Linked DNA regions of Triticum aestivum: region 2 is linked to region 1. Evidence: chromatin contacts called from public Hi-C data. All regions are on one chromosome and are shown on one strand. Each heading gives the region's core, a stretch centred on a gene start, on an enhancer-like site or on the middle of the called end of the contact. The rest is flanking DNA. Distances are from core to core; before and after follow the strand shown. Region 1 holds the start of LOC123092485 (alpha-taxilin). Region 2 holds the start of LOC123092490 (protein disulfide isomerase-like 5-1).

Evidence for each region. Hi-C and Micro-C count contacts between places; a contact is called where the count stands out from the background.
Region 2: a contact with region 1 is called in a Hi-C map of leaf, with 7 times the contacts expected there. The contact joins the promoter of LOC123092490 here to the promoter of LOC123092485 in region 1. A contact is called at or near these places in 2 of 5 Hi-C or Micro-C datasets (both in leaf).

Annotation. Positions count from the first base shown.
Region 1 is chr4B:422,105,041-422,110,980 of IWGSC CS RefSeq v2.1, forward strand. LOC123092485 (alpha-taxilin) reads right to left here and starts at 3,284. Exons shown (of 11, transcript XM_044514272.1): 1 at 2,877-3,284; 2 at 2,639-2,703; 3 at 2,418-2,532. The coding sequence starts at 3,183. It overlaps LOC123092486 (RNA pseudouridine synthase 5), which reads right to left. Exons shown (of 14, transcript XM_044514273.1): 10 at 5,651-5,718; 11 at 5,440-5,509; 12 at 5,179-5,263; 13 at 4,988-5,081; 14 at 3,588-4,079. The coding sequence ends at 4,002.
Region 2 is chr4B:422,821,187-422,827,126 of IWGSC CS RefSeq v2.1, forward strand. LOC123092490 (protein disulfide isomerase-like 5-1) reads left to right here and starts at 2,280. Exons shown (of 5, transcript NM_001405796.1): 1 at 2,280-2,542; 2 at 2,943-3,001; 3 at 3,099-3,274; 4 at 4,222-4,283; 5 at 4,777-5,035. The coding sequence starts at 2,414. The coding sequence ends at 4,821. It overlaps LOC543386 (elongation factor 1-alpha-like), which reads right to left. Exons shown (of 3, transcript NM_001405793.1): 3 at 4,776-5,940. The coding sequence ends at 5,494.

The DNA of each region.
Region 1 (5,940 bases), core at 2,034-4,533:
TGCAGTGTTCACCACATCCACCAAGATGGTGGTTGGCGATTGAGCTACTGCCTTATTCTAGGAGGACTGCTGGCTTGATGGTCAGGCAATCTCGGAGATAGCGCCCAAGCTGCACCAGCTGGTCTCCCTGACTCTTCGGGATGCCCGATCGCATCGACGCTGGATCTCGGATATCGGGGGCGGGGTGGGGCGCTGGCTCTATGCCATCTGTCGGTCGGCCCGCCTGGTGCAGCTTGCTCCCCACATGGACGCCCTCCAGCGGCGTTGGACGGCGGATGCGCGGTACATGTCCAAGAGTTGCTATGACGCTCACTTTGAGGGCGCAATCGGACCTCGCTCGTCAAGTTCTACCTATGGCTCGCTTGACCAGATCAGAGCGTCTTGAGCGTCGTGGTTTGCAGCACACATCGAGTTTTGTGCTATACGACGAGTCCAAGGAGACAATGGCCCACCTCCTCTCTGGCAAGTGCTCTCCTGGTTCAGGTCGATTGCTATTGGCCCAGCCGAGGGGGCGGACTTTGTGGGTTGGTGGCAACTGGCAAGAAACTTGCCTCTGGGTTCCTACCTCGGGTCCTCGGCTCGGAAGGGCGCGTCCTTAGTCATCCAGTTTGTGGTTTGGTGCATCTGGAAGCATCATGACGCAATCATCTTCAACAATTCTTGGTTCAACCTCGACCGTCTCCTCAGCACAATCAAGCCGGAGGCTAGGCAGTGGGCTCTGGCGGGCGTGTCTGGGCTTGCGGCTTTGCTCCTGAGGGGAGCGGCGACTAGCGTCTAGGGGCGTTGTGTTGTGCATTGGTTGTGGCCTTGCTTGGGCTATTGTACGTCGGGTGCGTCCTTCTTGGAGCTTGTAATGACTATTCTCTCTATCAATGCAACGCAAGCTTTTGCGTTTTCTCAGAAAGAAAAAAAAGAACACATGAACGGTAAACACAGGAACAGAAAAATACACAATAACTAAATGACATGACATATTGAATCCTGCATGAATTGAAAACACATGAACACGTAATAGAAACTATTTGATTATCTGGTTGCACCATAAAAAAACACATGAGTTTTCTTTAGGGATTATTAGATGCGTTGCCATAGCCCACAATTGCCAGACACAGAAAAAATTCTAGATCTCTAAGCCTTGGCTAGGAATTCTACGGAATTGGGGTGTATGACCTATGGAAACCATAGGAATTTTGGTGTTCACAGCTTTTTAGTTTTCTGATCCCATGTGCCTCTATAGGAAAATTTTCTAGGGGATGAAAATCCTTCCATCTAAAGGAGCTACAAAGAAACTTAACTGTGATTTTCATGTTTTCAACAAAAATGCTAATGAATTTTAAATCCTTTAATGGAATATGCACAATTGAGCTGTCTCCGTTTGGGGGATGTTCATTGCTAACCCAAATTTCAAATAAATGAATACATTTATATAGTGATGGAACAATCATATAATGCATCTTTCCTATATAGTGGACAATTGTCCATGGAAGAAGCAGAATGGAGATTTCGCTATGTTCTTCTTGCTAAATGTGTCTGGTCCACCAGATGTTCCATGCTATAATTTCTGATGAAAGACCAAGACCAAAATAATACTCCCTCCGTAAACAAATATAAGAGCATTTAGATCACTAAAGTAGTGTTCTAAACGCTCTTATATTTCTTTACAGAGGGAGTACATTTTAAGGTAGGAAGGATTTTACGAGTGTGCATACAAAGGGAAAAAAACAGAGTAATCAGTATTTAGTTACATAGGTTTTGTTTTGTTTAATGAGAAGAATCCAGAAGTTTTCAAATTACACCAAAGTTGGCCTCGGTCATTATGTATTGAACCGAGGAAAAAGCCTCTGTAACAGTTGGTCGGTAGTAAAAAGTCATAGCAAAACCGGTAGCGACTTGTACTAGAAAACAAGTAAGTGTATTCCCCCTAAACAATAAAATATGTTGACATGGGGAGGAACATATTGACTAGTTATATCATCCGCAATTGCCTGAATCTCAAGACGTTCCTCAAACCAATCATATACTTTATTGAGAAGGTAACTAACCCGAGTCCCCCTCTAAGAGCCGTATATGAAAATTTCATCTCGTACGGCTCAAGCAGAAACACACAAATTTTCAACAAATATTAGAAAAAAGGTTCAAAACTTCACCAGCCACTGAATTGGGTCGATTTGCCTTGAAGATATCAAATAAGAAAAATCCGGAATATCTTCTTTGTGATGGCATATGAGAAGAATCCAGAAGTTTTCAAATTACCACATGTTATATATTAACATGGTTATTAGATAACTTTATTCCAAACAAAGGACAGCTGAGGAGTTTTTGACAGTGGATCCTTAACTGAGAGTAACCAATGGATTTATCCATTACATTGGAGAACTAAGCATCGAGGTCACATTTTTTGGATAATAGAAACTTGCCTGCATCCCTCTCCGCTACCACTCCATGGTACCTCTGGGCAAGTTGCAACAACTCCCTGTCCTTCTCTAGCTTACTGTTCCGCTTCACGACCTTACGCTTTGGCTCGCCACTATCCTACAAAGTCATGGAATCAATCCAGTTTAGCACACACTTATCTTCCCACCAACACCAATATAGCAGGCAGAGAAATCTAAACCATATCCATTTCTGCATTGACAACCTTTTGGTTGGCCAGCGGTTCCGATTGCTCTACCACAAAGCTCTCCTTCATTGCATCTTTGGCACCTGTGCGAACAGCATCAAAACGAAGGTGAGCGAACATATTACAGACTTCAATGGCGATGGGCGAAGCCGCTTAAGTTGCCTCATTCACCCTAAACTGTAACTGACGGTTTGATTAATTAGATGACATCAGATCAGGAAGCTGCCAGTGCGTGGGAGAGAGAGGGGGAGATCACCTCCTATGTCCGCGGCGGGCCCCTGCTGCTCGGGGGCACGCTCCGGCTCCGAAGCGGCGGCGGCCATAGAGAGGCTCCGCAGGGCATCGGCGGCGTCGGCGGGGCTGGATGGAGCGCCTAGGGTTTCCTCACCGTCGGCGCGGGCAGCGCCCTCGTGATCAGGGCCGAGGGCGGGATGCAGGGGATCGGCGGCGGCGGGGGCGGGGGTGGAGGAGACTGGCTGGGCCTGGTCGGCGGAAGAGCTCTCGACGAAGCCATCGGGGAGCGCGTCGGCCTCGGGGAGACGCGTCGCCGGCGAGGCTTCCATCGGTGGAGAGAGAAAGAGGGAGGGAGAGATGGTGTCGCCGCGCAGTCCCTTGCGCTGGTGTCCTGTGTTTCGTGTAACTCTGCTGCTGCGAACACGCGTTCCGCACAAAGGCCGGTCATAACTCCGTCACTCTCCATGTACGCTACTGGTAAATCCGCCGTATAAGATTCATGTTCAGAGAACAGAGATGGATTCATTTATGTTTGTTCTAGTTTCAGGAATCAAATCTGAATGATCCTCGATTCAGATGTAGGGCTACTGGGCTGTTCGCATTCAAACTTGGTTCATACGCAAAAAACAAAATAAAAAACAAACTTGGTTCGGAATACTAGTACTCCCTCCGTCCGAAAATACTTGTCGGAGAAATGAACATAACTCATGGTAATATAGTTTCTACATGCTTGCAGATGATAATCTTAGCCAAAATATGCATACATTTGCATAATAAGTGCAAAATTGGTTTCGGTCATATAAACAACACAAACAAACACAGAAAGCAGCTAGTACATCCTTTGGCCGTGTGCATGCATCTTCAGATGCAGTGACCTGAAAAGTTTACTCTGTTCTACGTATCATCTAACACAAATGTTAGTGTCCAGTGACCATTTAAACTCATCAATACCACTTCCTGTATTGCCCACGCTGCGCCACACGCAAAAACTCAGTCTGACACTCTGTAAGATACACTCAACACCTCATATGCGTACGTTAGCGTCCAATAGCCTCCATCTCCACAGGCTCGTAGAACATGGCCTGTGAACTCTTACTGATTGCTCAACTCATTGGATGCACATAGTTTCAAATGGAAAGTTATGAGCTCAAGTATCAACTTGCGGATCGCAATGCTCCTCTCGAGTTTGTAGGATATGCGGCAGAGGGGCGGTTATCTTCAGCATCTGCAAAGCCAACCATAAAAATATAAGGGAAACACACACATGGTGTTCAGTCATTATCGTTTGTTGCTCAGTGAACCTAAAAGGAAAGGGACTAACAAGAAAAATATCATGTCAACACTCCTATGAAAGAAAGGATGAATAGATGATCAAACATTCAATTGCATAGTTCGTTCTGCCAGCCAGATCACCTAAAGTGTACAACTAGAAACTATCCAACAATACTTACGTTTATATTTACAATTCTAATGTTAGATTGAAAACATTGAAATATTTCTTGCACGACTATAATTGCATCGACAAAAATAAGCAGTATTGATCTTTCTATGTTTCTCTCCATTGATGGGGATTTTTTTTTCTTCCCTTCTTATAAATAATGCAAAAACTTGCTTCCTCATGCACTGATAGAACGGAAGAATCGTTTTGTAAATGAGACTCGACAACACCCATGACCATGTCTTCGTGTAGATCTGCGGTCACCTGCCGCACATCAGGCCACTTACCCCCACAGACGCAGTCACCGCATAGTTAGTATAAGAATTTAGATTCTCAGAGGAACCATTGAAGCTTCTTTTAACATCATTTTGCATCTTAGTAATATGATTGGTAGCATATCCTACCTGCTTTGTTCAGTCTAACAATCTAACAAAACAGTAGCATATACAGTTATACAGGATTGAACCTATTTCTTCATTCTTTTAGGGAAAGAAAATACTCTTTGTCATTTGTTAAGATTTACTCATAGTTGTACTGAAAAATAAAACCCTACAATCATGTCTTATTCAGAAATAAATCACAAAATTACTTGTAATTCATTCCTCATTCAATAAAACAGCTCTTAAGGCCCATAAGCTACTGCGCATGTTAGGCGGAGAACACTACCCAATTTAGAAAGATTAATTTCTCTTTACCTTATTCGTGGTTGGATGAGAAAGGACCAGCCAATGAGCATGCAAGTGATACCCACAGTCTCCGGGAACAGGCTGTAAAGGCCTCTCATAACCTCTAAGACGAATTGGTAAGGTTAGTTAAACTAGATAAAAGAACAGGGGGGTCATACATGGACGTACTTCGCAGCACAACTAAAAGATGAAAGAATTACCCGTCGTATGCAAAACAAACATCCGTACTAGTAGATTCCAGGTCATGAAATTTAGGCTGCCCACCAATACCATAGAGAGGATCATCTGGAAAAAAATCATGCACTGTCTGAACTTTGGAATCTATTTAATGAAAATAGGATCTGCCATGCCTTTATTTAGATTTTTTTTTAATGATATGCAAAAACGCTTTTAGCTAAGCCTGGAAGGAAGAGCTCAAGTAAAATCGTGCCCATCACAATAACAAGAGTGTTTTGGCTTACCAACAAGAGGGTGTCCAATGTATGCAAGGTGTATTCGGATTTGGTGAGGCCGTCCTGAATGAATTTCAACCTGCACCAGTCAAGGAAAAGAAACAGTGACATGTATAAGAAATCATAATCTAAGCCTTATACACATCAGTAATTTGAGGGAACGATGTCATGTGCATACATAAATGAATATGTAAAAGCAGGACACAGAACCCCATCATACCTGGACCAGCGTTTGATTTTGATGCACAAGTCTCTCAAGAACACACACTTTGCTCATGGCTGGCTTTCCTGAGAATTAATAATGAAAGATAAAAACACATAAGGCCATGTCCAATGCAGCGCTAACAGCAGGCACTAATCACGGTCATTTTGCCAGTTTCAGCCTTATTCCTTGTATCAGCGTTGGCATCGCTGCTGGAACTGGAAGCGTTGGCATCGCTGCTGGAACTGGAGACGGACACTCCGAGCTATTCATGCAGGCGGAATTTTTCGCCAGGCAACAGCACTACA
Region 2 (5,940 bases), core at 1,030-3,529, 720 kb after region 1:
CTATTGAGTGAGACATTGTGCTTTCTTATATATAGAAATCGGAGAGATCGCTCTCTTTTCAAAAAAAAAAATGAGAGGCCAATCTTCCAGCGGCTCCCGTCTGCCAAAGACTTCTCGATCGTCGGTGGTGAGGGGGTCGCCGGATCTCGCGCCTGTGGATCATGTAACTTTAGATTCTAAGGCCCTGGTAACTTAGGTTTTGCATTGTTCGACGTCTTGGCTTCGACGGCGGCGACGACGACGCGGAATAAAGAAGCTTCAATTCCTTTCCTAATGAGGTGATCAACTCTATGGTCAGTGATGGATTTGAGGACTGGCATGTCTAAGCAGGGATGTCGTGGCGGCAGCGACACTCTTGTGGTGAACTTGTGTCCTCCGGCTCCGCATAGCGACAACGTCTGCTCCAGAACCAACGCGGAGCTTGGGAGGTAGTCAAGGAGCGGAAGCTGATAGTGGTATGCATCGGTGACATTTGGAAGACGGATCGTGTGCTTCGTTCGGGGTTGGTGGCTGGCAGGTGTGGTTTCCTCCTCCGACGTCTTAGTCGTGCGGGAGTGTCAGATCTGGAGTTTGATGGTGTATCCAGGGTGTTGCCCTAGTCTGATTCGTTCAAAGGCAATGGCTTCGATAGGTGGTCCGCGGACCTGGTTGTAATTTTATTACATGTGATCTTTGTAATGTCATGATTGAAGATGAATAGATTGAAAGTTTCTTAAAAAAAATGGCTTCGCCTTTGGTCAGCCATCTTGGAGGTCCGCAAAGCTGCATATCAATGATAGAGTCACATCAAGCTCGGGTGAGGAGGTTGTAGAAAGATAATACGATGCAACACACGTATATTCATGGGCATACAGTGCCAATATATAGATGTACATAGAAATCATCACGTCCAAGACTAAACCCTAACGAGATGGACGGAGATTAGAGTAGGGTGCTCAACACCCCACGGCAGTCGATGTGTCAGCGTTGACACACAAACTGGACCGAAACTTCTCGAAAACCGACGTCGGCAACCCCGGCAAGGCCGAATATTAATGAGAAGGGTTGTTGTGGCGAGTGCATCGGACCAAAAGCGAGGTTGAGCATGAGCATTAAACAGGAGAGTGCGGACACATCCATTAAGGGTGTGGAGCATACGTTTGGCGCGACCGTTTTGTGGCAAGGTGTAAGGACACGTGAGCCGGAAGATGGTGCCATGGGCTGCAAGAAGAGTGCAGATGGTAAGGTCGTCGAACTCCTTTCCATTGTCAGTTTGCAAAGCATGAACAGACCTCCCGAACCGTGTAGACACGTAAGGAAAAAATATGGTGAGTGTAGATGGAACATCAGATTTTCAGCGGAGAGGAAAGGTCCACACAAAATAGAAATAATCATCCAAGATCACATGATAATGAAGATAATCGGAATTACTTGGAATAGGTAAGGCTCATACATCAGTATGAATTAACTGAAACGGTAAAGATGCAACTGTGGAAGACGAACTAAATGGAAGACGAAGATGCTTGCCGAGACGAGATGCATGACAAGTATGGTTGTCTGTTTTATCACAAGAGAAAGAAAATCTTGCATCATTATGTGAAGTGCAGCGGAGCCCGGATGGCCAAGGCGTGCGTGCCAAAGGTCAACCTCGACAGAGAGGGCGACCGGTCCAGTAGTGGAAGATGATGATAGCTGGACGGGGTAGAGATCGCCAGGACTGTCACATCGATGCAGAATTATCCGAGTGCATGCATCCTGAACTGAGAAACCAACTCCATCAAATTTCATAGTTACAAAATTGTCACGGGTAAAGGAACAGACAGAGACTAGATCTTTGATAAGGTTAGGCTAATGTTTTTTTTTTGGTGGCTGCTCAGGAAGTGCCGAAGGCAGGTGAAGGATGTTGGTGCCGAGTTTAGGGGATTCTTCAGTTTTGATTGTAAATTATTATTTCTGACTGGTGTTTGTTTGTGCAAAAGCTAGCTATCTGATGCCATTAACGTGACTTGTAATATGATCTTTATAATATAATTTTTTAAAAATATATTTATGGTATGAATGAAACACGTATTATCATGATAATTTTTTTGACAACAGTAGACCCTTTTTTCTCGGAGCAAATAAAGCCGATGAATAATATGAACTGCCTCACTGTGGCTGACGGCCTCTGGCAAAGCAAGAAGGCGACAACAAGCTCAAAAAAAAAGGCGACGACAGGGGCCCACGTCCGGTCCGGAGGCCCAGGTTCCACATGCTTTCTTTTTTTTTTTCCTTTTTTGGAGGTCAGGGCTATGCTTAAACCCGTGTCATCGTCTATCCTAGCCCGACCCGGCCCGGACCGGCCCAGTGAAATACTACATCGACCCACCCCGGCTAGCGTATCGGCCTTCTCCTTGTCTCCCCGTCGTCGCTGTGGCCGTCCTCCGATCGAGCCATGGATCCGGCGCGCCGCTCCCGCCTCCCTACCCATCTCCTGCTGGTGGCCGTGACGTTACTCGCGGCCCTGGCCGCGCGATCCGGCGCCGAGGTCATCACCCTCACCGAAGAGACCTTCTCCGACAAGGTACCGACTGCTTTCCCCTTCTCGTGTCTCTCCCCTCTTCCACCTCCCCATCGAGATATAATAGTAGTAGTACTCTAAGGCACGCCGCAGACCCAAGAACAGCTGAATTTTCGACTTATCACTTGGCTACGCTGGGATGCAGTGTAGCAGGCGGTGTGCTTAGTTACTGACATGTGGCCGTTTCCCAGATTTGCTACTGATTCCAGCATGATTTCTTAATAATAAACCGATAGATCATTATTCCTGGTGTATTAATTGTCCCAATCACGGAAGGTTCCGTGTTTAGATGCGGCGCGCCATCTCAATTTTGAACTCCTGTTTTGGTTCGAGTTACTTCGCTGCAATGCTTGTGCACTGCCGTTGCTTAATCCAGCTTGGATTTTCTCTCTCTTGTGTTTAGATAAAGGAGAAGGACACAGTGTGGTTTGTGCAATTCTGCGTCCCTTGGTGTAAGCACTGGTAAGCTCTACATGCCGTAGTGGTGACATGGATATATCAAGTACAATGCAATTTTTGACTAATTTCTGCTAAACACGGATGCCTGCTACATTTACAGCAAGAGCCTAGGAACTCTTTGGGAGGACCTTGGGAAGGTTATTGAAGGTACGGATGAAATTGAGATCGGAAAAGTTGATTGCGGTGCAAGCAAACCAGTCTGCTCAAAGGTGGACATTCATTCATACCCAACATTCAAGGTGTTCTATGATGGCGAAGAAGTTGCAAAATATAAAGGTAATCCCTCTCACATCTTACTTCTGTTTGACAAGGACAACATAAACTAGATACTACTACCATGAAAACCATGTTGGAATCTATTGCATGTGGTTCAGTACTCTTGGAATGGCGATAGATTTTAGAAACCAAAACCACACTGTTGACTTGTATTGTGAGAGTAGGGCATGACTCTTAAAAGATTAAAACCTCTGAACTTGAACCAAAAGGTTGGAAAAGATTACATTTTAGGCGCGATTTTCGTATATAGCAGGATCCGCTAATGCGGAAAATTTAGAATTTCTTTTTTGGACCAGCCGTGACTTGGATGTTACTGATATACTCCTCCATTCACAAATATAAGATTTTCTAACTTTTGTCTGAATTGGATGTATATAGACACTGGGTTTGTTACACTCATTTCAATGTGGTCCATATTGAAATATCCAAAACATCTTATATTTGTAATCGGAGGGAGTATCAGCTAGTTCTTAACAGCAGAGGTGACAATATTTCATAACTAAATAAACAACATGAGGGAGGAAAACTTTGTGTACAACTTTGCTCACATATCATTCTATTTTATTTTTTGCTTTTATTGGTCATGAATGCGTGCTTTTTCAATATTCTATTAGTCATCATGTTGCTCCACCTGTTGGATTTGTTGTGGTACTTTGTTCATGAAAATGCTATTCTATACTTCTATGGCGAGTCTCCACTTTCAACCATCAATTCATAATCCTGGACTGTATCATGTCCCTGAAGTTGATTTAATGTAACAGTTACAGTTTTCTTGTACTGTCATTTGGCATCACCGCTCAAAAGATCATATGCAGTTTGGCAATAAATTTTTCGCTGCATTTTCTTTGTATACACACAGTTTGTCCCATTATGTATGATTCTTTATTTTGAAAATATTCGTCTAGTAAGTGCTCAATGCCTAATCCAACTACTCAATGGCATTGCAGGGCCTAGGGACGTGGAGGCTCTCAAGACCTTTGTGTTGAAGGAAGCTGAGAAAGCAGGAGAGGTGAGGCTTGAAGATGAGCTATAGGTGTTCGTAGCAGGCACATGCCGATAGACGACGATACTCCGGTCAAGCAACTTTGGAATGCTGCTCGACCTGTTTAAAATTTTCGACCGAGTTGGCTTGTACTGCCGCCTCCTGGCGCTTGTGGCTAACTTAGAATGGTACTAGGTCAGGTGCAAGAAGAAAACATTTTTGTAACTTTTAACCTTTTCAACTCAGTTAGATGAACCTGCTCGGTGCAAACAGTTTTCGAAAAGCTATTTTGCGGGCTTGGGCTTAACTTTGATGTATACAAGATACACCATGTCCTATTCGGTGACCTAAAGACAAAGACTAGAAATTTCACTGGACTAAGCAAAACAGAAAAAATGCTTAACTCGAATTGCTAAACTCGACATGACACTTTAGAACGGTCTTATTCCCTCCATAAAGAAATATAGTTATGTTTAGATCACTTGTAGTAATCTAAAAGCTCTTATTTATTTTTTTACAGAGGGGTACTATACATCAGCTTTTCAAAACTTTGGCACCAAGGTGAGGATGTACCGCCGGCTGGCTGGTTCCGGCTTGGTGCTGCGCTACTCCGCTTCCACATTTCACCAGTAGGCCTGTACATGGAGCCCCCCAACCCTAATTACATGTTTTTCTAAATTGAAATACAAAAACGTCTTTGCACTCTATTTTCCTCCGTTGTACTGGGTGTATGCTAATTATTTTGCACCATTTATTTGCGCATTAGTTCAGATTTGATTGTAACGAACTGCATTTTACTACATGGCTGATCTTTTGGCTTGAAAACAGATCAAAGCCTATGATTTTTGCCAAAAATTTCGTAGTTAGTACTATCCAAGCAAGCCCCAACATTTTGGTCATGCCTCTATTAGCCAAACATATTTTGGTAGGCCTAGATGGGGATCAATCCAAGCAGATCTGAGAATGAAAACAACCTGCTATTATCACGACAAAAGAACACCAAAGGCTTCAAAGAGAAACAGCAGCTAAGACTAAAAGTAGCAGCCTAACATTCCAAAGCAGAGGATAAAAATGAGTAGTCTCAGAAGCTTCCATGTTTTGCCAAAAGCCAAAATTAACGACAGTACTCAAATGACACATCAACAGGGCGCATATCACACGGCGCTAACAGTAGCAAAACTTGCACTAAACTACTAGAGATCTCAAAAGCAGACATAGATGGATTCAGGTAAACGCCTCATTTCTTCTTGATGGCAGCCTTGGTCACCTTGGCGCCGGTTGGGTCCTTCTTCTCCACACCCTTGATGACACCAACAGCCACAGTTTGCCTCATGTCACGGACAGCAAAACGACCAAGAGGTGGGTAAGTAGCAAAGGTCTCCACAACCATGGGCTTGGTGGGAATCATCTTCACTATGCCAGCATCACCATTCTTGAGGAACTTGGGCAGGGCCTCCAGCTCCTTACCAGATCGCCTGTCGATCTTGGTCACCAGCTCAGCAAACTTGACAGCAATGTGCGAGGTGTGGCAGTCCAGCACTGGGGCGTAGCCGTTGCCAATCTGACCAGGGTGGTTCATGATGATGACCTGGGAGGTGAAGTTGGCTGCCTCCTTGGCAGGGTCATCCTTGGAGTTGGATGCAACAAAACCACGCTTCAGATCCTTCACGGCAACATTCTTGAC